Regions from separate parts of the Mus musculus genome. Here region 1 is linked to region 2. The links are chromatin contacts, called in public promoter capture Hi-C maps. All regions are on one chromosome and are shown on one strand. Each heading gives the region's core, a stretch centred on a gene start, on an enhancer-like site or on the middle of the called end of the contact. The rest is flanking DNA. Distances are from core to core; before and after follow the strand shown.

Region 1 (3,813 bases), core at 1,164-3,663, 40 kb after region 2:
ATGCTACACAGAATACTAAACTAAAAAATGTGAACCACTCAAGTATGAGTACACTGTAAACAATTACCTAAGAAAAATCTATTATAGCCTATTTTATAACTAAAATGTGTTAAGAACTTGTGAAAAAAACAAAAACAGGACCATTCGGTTGGCTTAGGCAGTAAGACTGCTGGCCAAGCCTGAGAACCTGATTCGAATCCCCTGGCCCCACACGATGGCAGAGAACTGCAAGTTGTTCTCTGATCCCATCAAGCTCACACACAAATAAAAAATACTGTTAAAGTTTTGTTATGAGTCAGGCAGTAGTGGTGCACACCTTTAATCTCAGCGCTCAGAAAGCAGAGGCAGGCAAATCTCTGAGTTCAAGGCCTGGTCTACTGAGTAAATTCCAGGACAGCCGGAGCTACACTGAGAAACCCTGACTCAAAACCACCCCCAAAATAATATTAATAATAACAAAAACAATAATAGCCAGAGTGACAGAAAGACATTATAAATGTAATGAGCATTTTAATGTTTGTTTTGGGTTTTGGAGACAGGGTCTCATATAGTCTAGACCGGTCTCAAATTTACTATGCACCCGAGGAAAACTTTCAACTTCTGATCCTTCTGTCTCCACCTTCTATGTGTGTGTGGATTATAGGCTTGCTCTGGGAGGTAGCTTGCTTCTAAGATAGTCTTTATAAAGCTGCTCTTAACTTTCCATTCTCCTGTCTCATTCAAAGTGCCAATTGGGGTCATAGGTGTGAACCACCAAAATTCCTAGTGGCAACTGATCTTATTCTACAGGAAAGCAAGATACTCAAAGGCTTTTAGGCACAAAATTATACAGATAATTTTTCAATTACTTTGAACCTGGTAAGACAGAAAAGGCCTGGGAAGATGGCTCAGTCAGTAAACTGCTTGTAGTATGAACATAGGGACCTGATTTCAGATCTCCAGAACCCACTTAGAAAGTCAGGAGTGGTAATGTGCATCTATAATGCCAGTCCTGGGAGGCTTGCTAGTTTAATCAGTAAGTTCCAGGTTCAGTGAGACTGCCCCAAACACTAAGATGGAAGACAACTGCAGAAGGTACCTCTGGTCTTCTTGCACATTAACACACACACACAAACATGGACAAGAACATACTCCTATCTCCATTCCTGACAAAAGGTAAAAATTTAGAAAATAGAGCATGTCCCTCAACCAAGTTTAAGATGCTACATTCTGTCCAGCAGTGGCAGCCATTGCCTTTAATTCCAGCACTCAGGAGGGAAAGGCAGTGGAATCAGGGTTCGAGGCCAGCCTGGTCTACAGTGGGCTACACAGAGAAATCTGTGAGTCTCTTTTGCAGAAGTACATATTTCACAGTATATACACTTTAAATAACAGGGATGGTGACATGGGTCTGTAACTCAAGCACTTGAGAGGTTGAGGCTGAAAAGATCATGGAGTCCAAAGTCACCCTCAGCTCTACAAGTTTGAGGCCAGACGGGACTACAAGATCCAAAACAAACAAACTGGTACTAAATCCCTATCTTGGGAACCTAAAAATCCCACTTCATCCAAGCAAAGTTAAAGTGACATCCAAACAGAATAGCAGTCAGGCTAACAAAATGTTGACTCAAGCCGGTGTGACGTCAACTCAGCACTGGATGGCTGAGACGGTGTGACGTCAACTCAGCACTGGATGGCTGAGACAAGTTCCTTCCAAGCTCAATTAAATGTATTACTCCCCAGGCGTCTGCCTCTCTCCTTCTCCTCCATCTTGTCATCTCTCGATCAGTCTTTCCCACCCCTACCCCTTGCTGAGGTAGGAGAGCTGTGTATTTAAAGGCGACACCGGAAGATGGCAGGTTCATCTCAGTCACCCTCACCCGGTAACCTATGACAGTTAAGAGGGACTGGGAGGAAGCCTGGGGCAGTGAGATAGGCTTCAGAGCTGGGCAGGTCCTATTCAAACCTCATCTGGCATCCAAGCCCGCGCGCCCTTTCGGCAAACGAGGTCTGAGCTCCTGCTTCTCCGATTAAAAACAGGGCACCTCCACCTCTTCTGGCGTCTCGAAAGCATGCATTGCTACGAGGGGTCGTTGCAGCACTACACAAACTACGGGAAGCAGATGAGCTAATTTCTCGCGTATGACAATCAAGGCCTTAAGGAAAGTGTGGACAGTGAGACTCGAGCCTCGGCCGCCTGACATGGCCTTTTCTGGGTCACCAGGTCTCTACTCCGGTCTGGGCTTCTCGCCACAAGCGAGGCTCGGAGAACCTGGGACGGATGACTGGTGAAATGGCCAAGGCCTCGGGCTCTGTTAGTCGGCGGAGCCACCGCAACCCAGCGCGCGCCGAACTCACCTCACTCAGGCTTACGTCGCGCCGGGCGGAACCACCATCCAAACTCCGCGCGCCGACACGGCCCTCCTGCGCCCCGCGCCGCACGCTCTGCGCGGCAAGAAGGATGATTCTGATTGGGTAATCCCTGAAGGATCTAACCAATACCGTGGCCTCTGGCTCCTGGCCCCGCCCCTAGAGCTGCTGGGGCGGTATCCCCCGAGCACGTACTACTAAAGCCCAATCCGAATGCAGCTGACCGGTCAGGTGATTATGGCAAACTACCTGGCTTCCGGCGTAGTAAGGCTTTGTTTTGTTTTTTGTTTTTTGTTTTCCTAGTGTAGGGAAAGGCGCCTGAAGCCCAGTCTGTGGCATGGTAGAGATTTTGTGATGTTTGAAGACAGCCGAGGCTTGCTAGTTCCGGTAAATCAGGCGAAGCGTCTGTGGGCCTCTTCTTTTGGATCTCACCCTCTATTCTTGTGAAACTTCGGCGGTTCTTCCACTGCTGACTGTCATTAATCGGTCGCAAGCTCAGATACTTCAGCTGGCATGCAGATGCCGAGGGTGAAGCTTCAGTTCTAGTGGGTAGCTTCCACCATGAATGCAGCCCGGTGATGCCTGATCTTCTATTTTTGTAACTTTTAGTTTTTTTGAGACCGGACCTTACATAGCCCAGGTTGGCCTCAAACCTCCACCAAATTGTGTAGGAGAAGCTGACCTTGAACTCCCGATCCACCTACTTACACTTCCCAAATACTAGGATTACATATTCCACCAAAGTGGGCTCTTGTTAATTTTTTTCTCTTCCAACCCTGTCATCTGTCCTTACCCTCTTTTTATTTTATTTATTTATTTATTTATTTATTTATTTATTTTGGTTTTTTGAGACAGGGTTTCTCTGTATAGCCTTGGCTGTCCTGGAACTCACTCTGTAGACCAGGCTGGCCTCCAACTCAGAAATCCACCTGCCTCTGCCTCCCAAGTGCTGGGATCAAAGGCGTATGCCACCACTGCCGGACCCTTTCCCTCTTTTAAGGAGTAAATTCAAACTGTTACAACAATATGGAAAACAGTACAAAGGATTTGAAAGATACTAAAAGTTACCTCATGACCCAGAAACATCTCCTCTGACATATACCCAAAGAAAATTAATAAATAACTTCCTAAAGCTATCAGCTTTCCCTTGTTCATTGCTGCATAATCCACAATAGCCAAGATATGAAAATAAGCTGTCAGGAGAAAGACGGGAAATGCACATCAGAATAGTAATTAGCCTGGTAAAAAGAACCAGATCTTTCCATTTAGGGACATTATGCTAAGTGAAATAAGCCAGACACAGTAAATTATTATTGCATGATCTTATATGTGGGATCTTTATAAAATTTAAATATTCATATCTAGAGAAAACTGGTGGAGAGTTGTGGGTTAGAGGACACATATAGTGAAAATACCTAGAGATCCAAAATACAATATGCAAGTTCTATATATTGCATTTGTGCT
Region 2 (3,970 bases), core at 978-3,477:
CGGGCTTTTGTGGGTCCCAGGGACACATGTGGTGCCCAGATAAACACTCATATACATAAAATAAAAATAAGTCATTAAATTTATACAAATTCACCTCAATATTCTGTTCAGCCTTTACTCCCTTAGGCAATCTCCCTGAACCTCAGAAAAAAACTCACTGTACAAACATGTTAAGTATCTGCTGAGCAAATTAACAACACAGAAAGCATGGACAAACTCAGGTGGAGGTACAACAGCCTAGCACCACCTAAATGTATATAGGCAAATATTTTTAGTGCCTTTGTTACCAATTAGTTATGGATTTGGAGGTAGCAAGATGCACGTGCTGAGATGAAATTCAAGTGAAAGTGCTGTGCTAAGAGGGTTCTAGACTGCTCTCAAATCGTGCATGGACTAGAGACTTTAAGATGAGAAAGCAGGGTTACCTGCTCATTCCATGAAGGCACGTGGAGTGTGGAAGCCAAAGTAAGATACACAAAATGTAATCTGTTAAAAGGATTACAACAGGGTTACCCAGGACCGAATTTGATTTATCTCACTTCTAAAGCAGAGGGTGGGATGATTTTCCTTTTGTTTCTATTTATTTGCTTGTTTATCAGGGCTTGCTTGGGCAACAGGCAGAAGGTGCCAGTTCTCTCTCTCTCAAAGATACCAGGGGCTGACCTCAGGCGGTCAGCCCTGGCTGCAGGCGCCTTTATGTGTGCTGCCGTCTAGAGTGCTCTAGAGTTGTTCTTTTATTAAGTAAAGAAAAAAACCCAGATTTTGTTCCCAAATTTTACTGCACTGAGAATAAAAAAAAAAAAATTCTTCCAATTTCAAATATTCTGATTTAGCTGTCCTTGGGCACATCTGGACACTTGGCTTGATAAAGCCCTACAGGTGATGCTAATGTACAGAATCAGAAAATGGAACCCACAACCTTCACCGACTTACACCTGAGGTCTGAGGATCTTCAGCTGAGTGAGGATGTCCTTCTGGACCCTGGGGTTCGCTGTGGCCGTGAGGGCCATCACTGGAACAGAAGGAAACTTCTGGCGAAGCATATTCATCCTTTTGTAATCTTGACGAAAATCATGACCCCACTAATTGGAAAAAAAATGTTGCTTTCAGGTTATTTGTATCTCTCGGGTCGATATATAAGATGCACTTTATTCTCCAGTGAAGCAGCAGAGCGATCAGTCAGCCACTGTGGGTTGTTCTTCAGTGCTGTGGCTCTGAGCACTACTGGTGGTATAAACACACTGATATCCCAAGAGAAACTTACCTGACTCACACAATGCGCTTCATCAATGACAAAACGTGCCAAGAGCTTCCGCTCATACAGATTCTCCAGAGTAGAAATCAGCCTGTTACTTGCACAGACCTAGAATAGAGATACACGAGAGATGTAAACACATCTGAATGAATATCGTCACTCCCTGTTAGAACTACTCACACACGAGTGATTCTGTCCTCAGTCTGTGAAGAGAGCAGAAAAGCAAAGGGCAATCCAGACACTTCAATGCCCTCATCCACATCCAACAGCTTTACTTATCAGGCTAGTAGCTCTGAGAGTTACCACATGTTTACTCTGGTTACAGGACTTACATTTTTTTACATGTATTCATTTTGTGTTTGTGCATGTGTAGGGTGGGTCTGTGCACACAATGATGTATATGCGTGAATTCAGAGTTAAGGTGGTTGGTTCTAGGTCCTTAGGCACATTCCCCATGAGCAACCGCCAGCCTGATAACGGGAGTTTAGATGTGTGTTTGGTATGTGCATACTATTGGGGAAGAACTCTATGTATTACACATATAGATAGCTATGTGCCAATAACAAGCATATCTTAACAGGGACATAAGACACAGAAGTCAGGTTGATGAAGCGTCCTCACTGGTTGAACATAGGCAATTAGAACATCAAAATACATAGTGAAAATGATTATAATTTACTAAACTAATAAAGAACCCACAAGTTCACACTGATAAATACGCAGCATCAGGCAAGGCTTTCATAAAGCCAGGATGGATTGTATCAGTAAACTCAACCTGGCACTCATCATAGTAATAATAAGAAACAAATCATCAACGATGCTAAAGCTTGTGGGGAGGCTCTGATGTCTGCCACGGTGTCTGTACAGTCTGAGACCTCCTACAACAGAGCAACTGCTCACTAGGCAGCTGGAAGGGGAAGGAAACGTTAAGCCCAGCGAGCAGCAGCCTGGCAATGCTATTTTGATCGAGTGATTGGCCAGTGACCACCACTGGTAATGGGATGAGTCACTGCCAACTGTCTTCTGATAGCACACAGCACATCTGTGGCATCCCTGCCAACGTGAGGAATAGGGATTTAATCAGCAGGAAACAAGGCAAATTCAAATTGAGGCACAGTCCCCAAAACTGGCCCTTATGCTTCAAAATGTCAAAATAATGAAACTGTTTAGATAGGAGATGAAATAGGGGTTTTCTTTTTTTCCCTTTTTTACAAAGGTCATTACTGAAAGGTTAATGGCTTAAGTAACAGTATGTGTCACTGTACATTTCCTGACGGGTAAATTACAGTGGTTCCTAAGGGAGTGCTATACAGTCAGGAAATGCAGAGTGAGGTAAAGGAGAGGTAAAATGGCAGATCTGCAACTCACTGTCAATTAAGTGTTTCACAACAAACTGGAGAAAGAACAAACAACACAGGAGGCAGAGAAGACTTTACCATCTGTGGTCTGGAGTGAAGGTTATACAAGAATTCATTAATGTATATAAAAATTATCACCAAGTTCTTCAAATATATGTATTTGAGTGCGTTGCAATATTACACTGAAGAGAGTGAGATAAATACGAACCTTCTCTGGAGTAACATACAAAAGCTTGATGATTGGGTCTTTTTTGGATAATTGGAGGTAAATATTTGCAGCTTCTGAGTCAGTCTTATCCCCTGTCAGATATGTAGCTGGAATCTAAGTTAAGAGTAATAATTTAAATTTCATTTTATTTATACATTAATCAGATATGATCGTGCTTAGGTTTCATATTTTATAAGTCATATATCACACTTTCCAAAAGAAACAAATACCTCACCATAACAATCAATGCACCATTTTTATTTTTAAGTTTTGTTTTCTGAGTCAAGAGTTTCACTTTTGAGTCTCAAACTTGTGACCCTCCTGTACCCTCAGCTTCTAAAGTACTGGTAATTATAGGCATGTGTCACATCTAGCTAGTACACATATTTTTAAAAATTAACATTAAATGCAACTCAAAATAGCTTTCCCACTTAGGTGTGGTGGCATACATATGAGGAATCCTAGCTGGCAGGAGGATGAGAAAGGAGGTTTAGGAATTCAAGGCAGCCTTGCCATCCGGCAAATCTGAAGCTAGCCTGTGCTATGGCAAGATGCTTCTGTGTCAAGAAAAACTACAAAAGGCTCTCCACTGTTCCATTTTCTATGTTTCATCTCCTCTATCTGTAAAAAAGACCATGTTGTCTGTGTGTGTAACTGGAGCTGGCCCCAAATTTGCTTGTATGCCAGGCTTGCTTCTAACTGACAGAGAGGAACCTCTTTTTGCCTCTGAAAGTGCTGAGGCTTAAAGGTCTGCACCACAATGGTCGGCCTGGCTACGTTTACAGGTCTCATTGCTGTGATGGTAACTGTTGGTTAGAACAAGGTGAACAGCTGGGCAATGGTTATCAACACTGCAATGACATTCTTTAGAAGAAAAGTCAAACCAGCTGTCACACTGAGATGGTATGATTCGTAACCCTGTAGCCAACTCTTTGCAATGATTAACCTTATAGAGTGCAGCAGTCATAATTCCTCAACTCAGCAATGAGGAAAAAGACAGGTGTACAGGCACACACATGTGCATAGGAAAGAGAACTATGATGATCACTAGCCAAAAAAAGAAATCCCTTTATTTATAGTAAAACAAACAAACAAACCACCCCAAAACCCACATCAGGAAAATGTAGGCTAAGAGTTCTTAATAAAATA

Evidence for each region. Promoter capture Hi-C pulls out the DNA fragments that hold promoters and counts their contacts.
Region 1: a promoter capture Hi-C map of the HPC-7 cell line shows a contact between it and region 2, with 4 times the contacts expected there. The contact joins the promoter of Blm here to the enhancer-like site in region 2. A contact is called at or near these places in 8 of 39 promoter capture datasets (the 3T3-L1 cell line, 3T3-L1-derived adipocytes, the HPC-7 cell line and 5 more), 1 of 15 datasets of contacts at CTCF or cohesin (CD8 T cells), 12 of 484 Hi-C or Micro-C datasets (the G1E-ER4 cell line, the HL-1 cell line, the HPC-7 cell line and 7 more), 10 of 115 datasets of contacts at active chromatin or transcription factors (CD8 T cells, the HPC-7 cell line, the SCID.adh cell line and 5 more) and 4 of 9 other capture datasets (adipose tissue, liver, macrophages and 1 more).

What each region holds. Positions count from the first base shown.
Region 1 is chr7:80,532,706-80,536,518 of GRCm38.p6, forward strand. It overlaps Blm (Bloom syndrome, RecQ like helicase), which reads right to left and starts at 2,414. Exons shown (of 22, transcript NM_001042527.2): 1 at 2,338-2,414.
Region 2 is chr7:80,493,169-80,497,138 of GRCm38.p6, forward strand. Blm (Bloom syndrome, RecQ like helicase) reads right to left here. Exons shown (of 22, transcript NM_001042527.2): 10 at 2,822-2,935; 11 at 1,265-1,363; 12 at 934-1,082. Among named protein-coding and RNA genes, the nearest start is that of Blm, 40 kb to the right of the region's middle. Within about 2 kb of position 2,228, at least 38 of the 459 cell types and tissues checked have an H3K27ac peak or open chromatin away from gene starts, as enhancers often do. A contact at or near this core is called in the G1E-ER4 cell line, the HPC-7 cell line, LSK cells and 3 more, where this site is marked.